Regions from separate parts of the Mus musculus genome. Here region 2 is linked to region 1. The links are chromatin contacts, called in public HiChIP or PLAC-seq maps. All regions are on one chromosome and are shown on one strand. Each heading gives the region's core, a stretch centred on a gene start, on an enhancer-like site or on the middle of the called end of the contact. The rest is flanking DNA. Distances are from core to core; before and after follow the strand shown.

Region 1 (4,909 bases), core at 836-3,335:
TCACTTTAAAAAATCCAACCCTGCTGGCCAGTGGTGGCACATACCTTTAGTCCCAGCACTTGGTAGGCAGAGACAGGCAGATTTCTTAGTTCAAGGCCAGCCTGGTCTACAGACTGAGTTTCAGGACAGCCAGGGCTACACAGAGAAACCCTGTCTCAGGAAAGCAAAACCAAAAAATCCAACCCTATCCAAAAAAAAAAAAAAAAAAAAAAAATTAGGCAGTGCTTGTGCACCCCTTCAATCCCAGCGCCTGGCTCTCTGAGTTTGAGGCCAGCCTAGTCTTATACTTCTAGGACAGGCAGGGCTACACAGAGAAACCTTGTCTCAAACAACAAATCCAAGCCCTCCCCAACATAACACATTAGCGGTTCCTCTGCCCTGCTGTTTTGTTTTTTTTTTTTTCCTTGCCTTTACTACTTTGGTTGGTGGAGTGGGTGTTGAGTTTTAGATAGAGTCCACTGCTATTTAAGACAAGCTCTGGCTGTATATTGACTAATGGGCCAGATAGGTCTACCTGAGACCCTGTCTCAAAAAAAGAGGGTGGGTGGGTACTAGAGAGGTGGCTCAGCGATGAAGAGCACTGGCTGCTCTTTCAGAGGACCTGGGTTTGATTTCCAGGACCTACATGGTGGCTCACAAGGGTAACCCTAGCTCCAGGGACCCCTGTACTGCCTTCTGGCTTCAGGCAGCAGGCATGAATAGGTGTGCATACATAGGCAAACATCATTATAGGGAAGAATTTAAACTGTAAAGAGGTAAGGTGCTAGAAGGTGGTTAGGGGTATTTGTTGTTCTAGTGGCTCAAACCCAAGGATGGCTTCCACAGACAGCAGCAGGCCTCCACAAACACACACACACACATTTAAAAATAAAGTTTTTCAGGTAATGGGAAGCACCAAGTATGTGCTGGAATGACACGCGTGGAGCCTGCATGACCAGTGCAGGCATTTCTGCAAATGGACATTAAGCAGGCATCCAAGGTGGCACATGGCCACCTTGATCCTTGAAGTAGCCACCTGTTCCTGCTGAGAGGTGGGCGCTCACTTTTGGAATATACAGGTGGGTGTTTTGTTTTGTGTGCACGTGCCTGGATGTGCACCTGTGGAAGTCCAAAGACGGTGTGCAGGCGTGAGTTCTCTTAGGTGGTTCCGGGTGATTAGATTCACCTCATTAACCTGGCAATTCTACACAATGAGCCACCTCACCAGCCTCCTTATTTTCTTGAGTCAGGTATATTGCTGGGTGGCACAGAACTCACTCTGTAAGGCCAGGCTGGCCTTGAACTCAACTTGCCTCTGCCTCCTGAGTGTTAGAATTAAAGGTGTGTGTCACCAAGCCCAGCACTCTTATGCTGTGTAGCCCAGGCTATGATAGAGTCTTCAATCCCCCTGCCCCAGTCTCCTGAGCAGTGGGCTTACAGTACCTAGCTTAGAACTAATGTTGATGTTCCCGAAAGTCACATGGTGAAGCCATATCCCAAATTGGAGGTCTTATATTCAGACATGGAGAGCCAAGACTAGAAGCAGGAAGCAGACCATCTCTGTACTGGGGCTCTCTCCCTGCCTATGCCTAGCTTCCAGCCCCGAGCCTTGCCGACTATGAGGTAAACTGCTGCTTAAGCACTAATCTGTTATGTTTAACAGCCCAAATTAAGACACCTGCCTTTACCCAAACAACGCAACACATTTCACCACCATGCACTCTGCCAAGCACCAGCCTAGGAATTCAACCCCACCACCCCAGGGTACAACTTTGCTGGTGCTTTTCAGCTGCCGCCAGGGCGCACTAGTCTGGCCACCAAATTCTTCAGACACTACTTATCTCAGCTCGGAGGAGCTGAGAACCAGACCTCGTTGCTCCCAGAATGCACTTTAACTTTGTTCAGTGTACGGAACGGCTTTCCGGAAGCAAGTACCCCCGCAAAGGGACCAACTGATGACTAGTCTCACCCCCTTTCTCCCAGACACCTACAGCCACTTCTAACCCCACTTCCCACTTAGGAAAGTCTGGGTGGAGCCGGGAGCGCCAGTGCAGTGAGTCAGGGCCAGGGAGCTGAGGGACAAAGGTCCGGAGGGTGAGGCTTCGCGGAATTCCTGAGATGGGCAGGTCGTGCAGTCCCACCCCCTGCCCTAGGCTCTGCCTAAAGTTTCCGGCCATCCAGACTGGTCACCGCCATGGAGTTTGACTTGGCCGCAGGTAAGTTCCCCGGGGAGTGGTGGATTTGCTGTGTAAGGGGCCAGACTCAGAGCCTGGGAATACTGAAGGGAAGCTACGTCGCCTACATAACCATGTAACTCCCCTCTCCTCCGCAGCCCTGGGCCCTGGTTCTAAGAAGCCAGAGGGGGCAGGCCATGTGGGAGACCCCAAACACTGTCCTCTTAAAGCGCCGGGCGGGCCAGAGGCAGGCGCTGCTCACAAGCCGAGGGTAAGTCACTTCATCACCGGCACCGAGTCCCGAGGGCCCGAGATGAGAACTGGCTTCCGTCCTTGGTCCTCGGCCACACATCAGCCTTCCAGTTTGGGTTGGAAGCTGCTCGAGTGGGTCCCTGTCCTCACTGTAACCACTCCCTCCCCAACCCCCATCTAGCGTGTCTCTGGCAGCTCCTCCGACTCCAGCAGCAGTAGCAGCTCCAGCGACTCAGAGGCAGAGGGGAAGGTAAGAGACGGTCCCTCTCCCAGTGTGTCCTCTCGCACCTCAGACCCAGGCCCCGCTGCGGTCAGGGTCACGTTAGGCTCCTTGCCGAGGTGAGTGGGGCGGGTCCAGTACAGCTTTCAACCGGGCCACCTCCTCTCCTACCCACCGTCCTTGGCTCTCCAGGAGTATGCCGCTGGCTGCAAGAAGCATGAACGCTCCTCAGACAAGGCCAAGAAACCCAAGGTGAAGAAGGAGAAGATGGAGAAGAAGGAGAAGAAGGAGAAGAAGGAGAAGGAGAAGAAGGAGAAGAAGGCCCCCCATTGACTTATTAAACTTGCAGCCCTTTCCGCTCCCCAGCGCCCTCTGCCGGTCAGAAGTGGAGGCTGCGCCGAGCCCATCAGGTTTATTGTTGCGGGTGTGCAGTAGGCGACATGAGCACCTTGGCTAGGAAGGAGGGCGCGGGCCTGGAGGGCGGGAGCCCTGGTCAAGCGAGATGAGTGTGGGAGCTGGAGGCCAGGCCGCAGCTCACCGTACAAGGTGGAAGGTGAGCCAGTACATGAGTACCGGCTGCGCAGCTGCCACTGCCATAGTCAGGTACATGCGCAGCTGGTTCCGCGCCCCACGCACTGGCACTCCTTCGGCCGCTGCCTGGGCCAGGATCTTGAGCCGCAGTGTCCGGATCTGGGTGGTAAGGGTAAAGTGGGGGTCCCGTAAGTGCCAGGCAGCTCGGGATGAGTCCCTGCCCCTCTGTGGCCTCCAGTTTGTGTTCCTAGAAGGGTCTTTTGAATAGCTACCTCCCCCAAGCCCTGTGAGCAAACCTTTGCAGAGGCAAAGGCCAGAAGAGAGGCTAAGAATTGTAGATCCCGGCCTGAAGAGCATGGCCTAGCTGCTTCCACCTACTGGGAGACAGTTGCCTTCACGCAACGCAGATCCTCACAGACACTAGCCCAGTGCCCTACCACAGAGTAACACTCCCAAAACACGCCAGCTCCAGAAGACAAACTAGAAGAGCTATTTCCTTTTTGGTTTGGCTCAGATGCCTTCCTCCCCCTCCTTCTCCCCCTCCCGCGCTCTTTCTCTCTGGGAGGCAGGATCTTGACATGTAGACCAAGGTGGCCTCGAGTTCCTGGTGATGGATCTACTTGAGCCCTGGTATGCACGTCAGCGCAGCCTGCAGGAGCTTGGTAGCGAGCGCCCTTCACCTGCTTAGCCACCTCACTGTTCCCGATGTTTCTTTGGGGGTGTGTGTGTGTGTGTGTACCTATATTTGTGGGAGTTAGAGGACCCTTTACCAAGTAGGCTAGGCTGGTACCAATGAGCCCCACATTCCTAGCTCTGAGATTATAAGAATAGATCTACTTTGGGCTCTTTTTTTTTTTAATGTGGGGTCCAAGGATTGAAGTCAGGTCTTCCTTACTGATGGAGCCATCTCCCAGCTCCCTTAAAGTAACATGATGACAAGGCTTATGCTTGTGGACCAGGGCCCGTGTTACCCTCTGCTTCCCCCTCATGCTCGGTCTAAATCCTCCCAAGACTCCGGTGCAGTCACCAGGCATCCCATTTTACAAAAGAAACTGAGGCTTAAGTAGAGGAGGTGATTCACTCCGAGTACACGGCAGTCCAAACATGGCCCCTAGTCAGTATTTTACCACAGCTGGAGGGACTCAGGGGCATATTGGCAGAAAGCCCAGCATACAGAGACAGAAGTAAGAGTGAGAGCCCAAGCAGAGCCTGTGTACTGGGCAACCCTGGCCCTAGCCTAGCATCCAGGCTGGCTCTTGCTCTCAGAAGGGCGCACAGAGTCTGCCTCTTCCAGGAGGCTCTCCTAGCCCCCAGATTTGGTACTTGGATGCTCCAAAGACCTCCCCAAGCCTGCCTGGGAAGCCTGGGGCCTCAGCCTTGCCCGCCCTGATCCCCACTCACCATGAATACAAAGATGGACACACAGCACCAGGCAAGCACCAGGTAGTAGCCGATCTTTCCAAAGAGCAGACCCGTGAGGACGCCGCCAATCATCCTGAGGGGGAAGGGGGGAGGGGAGAATCAGTGTGAAGAGGCCAAGGTCTGGGACTGGCAGGCAGGGCAGGAGCACTCACCCCACATATTTGTAGCCCAAGAAGGCCACCAGGTCAATGGTGGTGAGGTCGGTGTTGACAGTGACCAGGTAGAGACTGAGCAGGATTGCTACGACTTCCAGAGTCAGCCAGGCCAGAGCTGAGCTCGCCTGCAGTCCCAGGAGGTCTGGGGAGAACCTGCCGGAAGAGATGTCCCCTGA
Region 2 (4,626 bases), core at 569-3,068, 870 kb before region 1:
GCTGCCGGGCACACACATGGTACAGTACATTTATACAGGCAAAACACATGCACATGAAAATAAATAAATCTTTAAAAAGGAAACATAATTATATATGCATACTACATAAGTATTACTTACATATGATATGCTTATATCATATGTAATATATGTTATAGTTACATATACATGCTATGTATACATAGCATATATAACGTATTATATATTATTAATAGTTATTTCAGGAGCTGCTGCGTAACACATTTTAGTACTATAGATATGGACACAGAAAACAAATGAATCACTCGGGATCCCATTTGGTTAAGTACAGTCTCCAGTGCTGACTGCAACAGTGAATATTCTGGTGTCATGGTTATTTTAATTACCAGGAATGAGACTGGTCTTAGAAGTAAAAGCGTACTTTTAAAAATAATTTTAGGAACAGAAAAATCCACTTCCACAGATGTGCAGAACGTGGTATTTATGTGTGGAAAGTGCTACTCTTCCTGCAGGCTCCCATGCAACACCTTTCATCTCAAAACTTCCTATTTACCATCCTGATCCCAGGTTATTGGCCTCACCACGGGGAATTATGAAAATCTTACCTATTCCATTCCAACATTAGTATCTTTATATTTGCTAAGTTACTACTTCAAATTTTTCTCAAGCAGGCTTGCTGGTACTAATCTGATAATCAAATAGTACATAACTTCCAGGCTTGGTGGTGCACACACCACACGGAATCCCAGCAGTTGGGAGGTTAAAGTAGGGGGAATCACTGCCAAGTTTTAGGCCACCCTGTGCTACGAGAGAGTTCAGAGGCAACTTGGTATAGATAATGAACCTGTCTAAAAAAAAAATTACACATACGTGATCGCACAGCATACCTCAACCATTTAAATATTAACGGTACTACAAGCCAGGTGGTGGAGGCACATGCCTTTAAATCACAGCGGGGGGGCGGGGGGCGGGGGGGCGAGGGGGCGGGGGGGGGCGGGGGGAGAGGGCAGAGGGCAGGGGGCAGGGGGCAGAGGGCAGAGGGCAGAGACAGGTGAATCTCTGAGTTTGAGACCAGCCTGGTCTGCAAAGCGATTTCCAGGACAGCCTGTCTCGGGGGAAAAAAATCCCCCCCCAAAAAAATACACACACAAAATTATGAGAAATTACAGAAGAACACACACGTGTGCTTAGTGATAACCTTTCAAACATCCTTCAGAAAAATCAACCTACTGCTTCACATGTCATTCACGAGGACAGAACATGATAGAATTCCAGGCAAAATCACTCACAATCACGTTCACAAATCACTTTCAATTCTCCAATCTCCTACAGGAGTCATACCCAATCTAAAAATAGACGCAGGCCGCTATAACCCTAAGCAAAATCCCGCCATCCAGCTTTCACATCCAAGAAGATCGCGATCACTTTATGGCTCTCCCTCCCGCCCCCAAATAATCAGGATGAGCTGAGGGAGCCAAACCACAACATGCTCCCCACATCCTCACACGCAACGCTCGTGATGCCCAGGGACCTGTTCCCAGCGACAGAGTGTCCTCGAGTTTAACACGAAAACTACCCCTTCGGGTCACCGGCAGTCATCCTCGGTGTCACGCCCACGGGCCACACCCGAGGCCCTGTGCAGCCGTTGAGTGTCCCGGTCCCGCTTCCTTAACCTTCTTCCTCCCCAAAATTACCAGGCCTGGCTCGGCCTCTCGGTTTCCTCCCCGGTCTTCCCATCTGGATTCGATCTCTCGGTCGCCCTCCAGATCCGGAGCATCCACTGCGGTCCTCAGCCTCTCCCAACGTCTCGAACCGCCCCGCCTCCGCTCAGCCGTCTACGCCTGCGCACTCACGCCGGGGGCTCGCTCTCCCAGGAGCCTCCGGGGCGGCCCGTTAGTTGCCGCGCGCGCCTCTCCCTCGCCCCGCGCTTGCACCAGCGTCCCCTTGGCTGGGGCGGGTGGGAGTCAGCTGCCTGCTACGGTCTGTGGCCGCGCGCGGGAGTGCATGGCTGCGTCAGTGTGGGGTGTGCCCACAGGGGAGCTCTGAGACTGATTCTGATTAGGTTTGGGTGATTGAACGCGGACCGAGCGGTTTGCGATCCCATACTGTGACCAATTGATCTTGTGACAGCACTGTGCTTTGATCCTATTGGGACCGACGCAGCCCCCACCCCCTTTGACTTCTGAGTTTGGTAGAATTTCATTTTGACCACCCTAGGCTGAGAATTATGTCTTGTAACTGTCGAAAAGCGCGAGGGGTGGCCTCTGTTGCATTCTTGTTCAGTCTGTACGCAATGTCTTTCCCAAGGGTAATTCAGAGAACGCATAAGGTTTCTCTTCCTCCGACAGGGAGGTGAGGGTAAAGGGATGGCAATGAAAAGTTCCATGATTTCTTGGAATGTGTGCTGAGGTTTCTGTCACTGCCTCTGTCGCCTCACCGGTGACATTGCCAGACTACACAGCGTGGAGTGACTTGGCTATTAAGGAGAAAGTTGGTATTTGAAACCTAGAACGACGATTCAGGTTTAAAAACCACACAGCCTTGTATGGAGATCTCACAATGGGAGTCGTCGTCGTCGTCCCCCCCCCCCCCAGATTGAAGTGCAAGCGAAGATAGGATATTGAAGTTCTAAGGATAGGATTCCAAAGATTGTTTTAGAAGTTATGTGTCATTAATAATTTTCCAAGGATTTATATCCAATATGATGCATTAATCAGTTATTCCATAGACGAAGCCACACCGATTGATTCTATTTTGGACCAAATACTGTTCCATCTGAAAGTGCTACTTAATCTCAATTGTATGATTTTCTTGTGAAGGAAAACCCTACTATCAAAAAGGTTATTGTATTGATGAAATGCGATTTTTAAAATGTACTAGACTTTGTAGCTGATTCGCTCTGTTCTTAGTGCAGGACTCTGTCAATTTTTCAACCCATTTCCTCACGTTGTTCAAAATAGATTTCTTTCCCAATACTTTAGGAAAAAAAAAATTGCTAAGGCTGGCCAGTGGTGGCACATGCCTTTAATCCCAACACTTGGGAGGCAGAGGCAGGTGGATTTCTGAGTTCGAGGCCAGCCTGGTCTACAGAGTGAGTTCCAGGACAGCCAAGGCTACACAGAGAAACCCTGTCTCAAAAAACCAAAAACAAACAAAACAAAACAAAAACAAAAAGTGCTTTAAATATATACAGGTTTTACTATGGTCACCCGTCCCCCCACCCCCACCCCCGATTTAGTAGTTTCACTGAGAAAAATATTTAATAACACAAGTTGTCCTAAATATTTAAACTTTTAACCCTATAAATATTGTTTGGCACCAAACTGCTATGCCCAAACATGAGGACCAGAGTTCAATCCTAGACCCACAGAGAAAGTTGTATATGACATGGTGCCTATAACCCCAGTGCTGGAAGGGCAGACAAGAATATCCCTGTGTTTCACTAACCAGCCAGCCTAGCTGAGTCTCCAAGATGCGGTGACAGACCCTGTCTCAAAACCCCAGGATGAACAGCTCCAGAAATGTGGCACCCAAGATTGCTTTCCAGCCTGCAGTCTAAGTCTCTCTCTCTCTCTCTCTCTCTCTCTCTCTCTCTCCCCCTCCCTCCCTCCCTCCCTCCCTCCCTCTCTCTCCTCTCCTCTCCTCTCCTCTCCTCTCCTTTTCTCTTTTGTTTTGAGATGGATCAGTCTCACTATTGTAGCTCTAGCTGGCCTGGTACTCACTTGTAGACCAGACTGGCCTCGAGCTCACAGAGACATGCTTGCCTCTGCCTCCCAAGCAGAAGGAGTAAAGGTATATATCACCAAATCTGGTACATTTTTTTAAAAAACATTTTTTGTAGATAGAGTCTTCCTGGGTAGTCCTGGCTGACTGGAGAGCTGCCTAACTCTGCCTCTGGAGTTCTGGGATTGAAGGAAAGTGCAACTGTGCCTGTCAGGAATATTCATTATTAATGATTTGGAATACATTTGCCATTTTCGGGGGGAGGGGGGGTGTATGTGCCCGGAGTTCCCGTAAATTATTTAAATGGTACTTCTCTTTGTTGTAACAGGAATTCAACCAAGCAGCTAGTTTTATTATACTTTAGTGTATGTAGGGAGAAAAAGGAACTGCCAATGATATTCAAATGAGTCATTTTGGTATCTACAACTTTGGAAATTATATATCAATTTATCCAAGATCACTAAGGAGCTCAGGAAGACATGTGAAACAGTACTCAAAAATAGATTTTCAAATTTTGTTACACAGATTGAATGACTTCCTCAAAATAATACTAATCTAAAACCAAGTTTCTTTTTTTTTTAAATTTATTTATTATTATACATAAGTACACTGTAGCTAACTTCAGATGCACCAGAAGAGGGTGTCAGATCCACCATGTGGTTGCTGGAATTTGAACCCAGGACCTTTGGAGGAGCAGTCAGTGCTCTTACCCACTGAGCCATCTCACCAGCCCGAAAACCACATTTCTTAGGAGGTATCATTTGTGGATAGCACTGGGAGAGATGGCTTAGTGATGAGGATACTAGCTGTTCTTCCAGAAAACATAGGTTAAATTCCCAGCGCCCACATGGCAGCTCATCTGGAGCCCTTTTCTGTCCTCTAAGTCCTCTGTACAAATATGGTACACAGACCTATATGCAGGCA

The links. HiChIP or PLAC-seq counts read pairs in DNA pulled down with a chosen protein or histone mark.
Region 2: a contact with region 1 is called in an H3K27ac HiChIP or PLAC-seq map of extraembryonic endoderm stem cells, with 4 times the contacts expected there. The contact joins the promoter of Zfp382 here to the promoter of 2200002D01Rik in region 1. A contact is called at or near these places in 1 of 39 promoter capture datasets (embryonic stem cells) and 1 of 115 datasets of contacts at active chromatin or transcription factors (extraembryonic endoderm stem cells).

What each region holds. Positions count from the first base shown.
Region 1 is chr7:29,245,643-29,250,551 of GRCm38.p6, reverse strand. 2200002D01Rik (RIKEN cDNA 2200002D01 gene) reads left to right here and starts at 2,085. Exons shown (of 4, transcript NM_028179.1): 1 at 2,085-2,195; 2 at 2,312-2,424; 3 at 2,587-2,655; 4 at 2,818-3,031. The coding sequence starts at 2,174. The coding sequence ends at 2,958. It overlaps Yif1b (Yip1 interacting factor homolog B (S. cerevisiae)), which reads right to left. Exons shown (of 8, transcript NM_001110201.1): 6 at 4,731-4,886; 7 at 4,558-4,651; 8 at 3,020-3,315. The coding sequence ends at 3,160.
Region 2 is chr7:30,119,124-30,123,749 of GRCm38.p6, reverse strand. Zfp382 (zinc finger protein 382) reads right to left here and starts at 1,818. Exons shown (of 5, transcript NM_001081007.2): 1 at 1,674-1,818. The coding sequence starts at 1,716.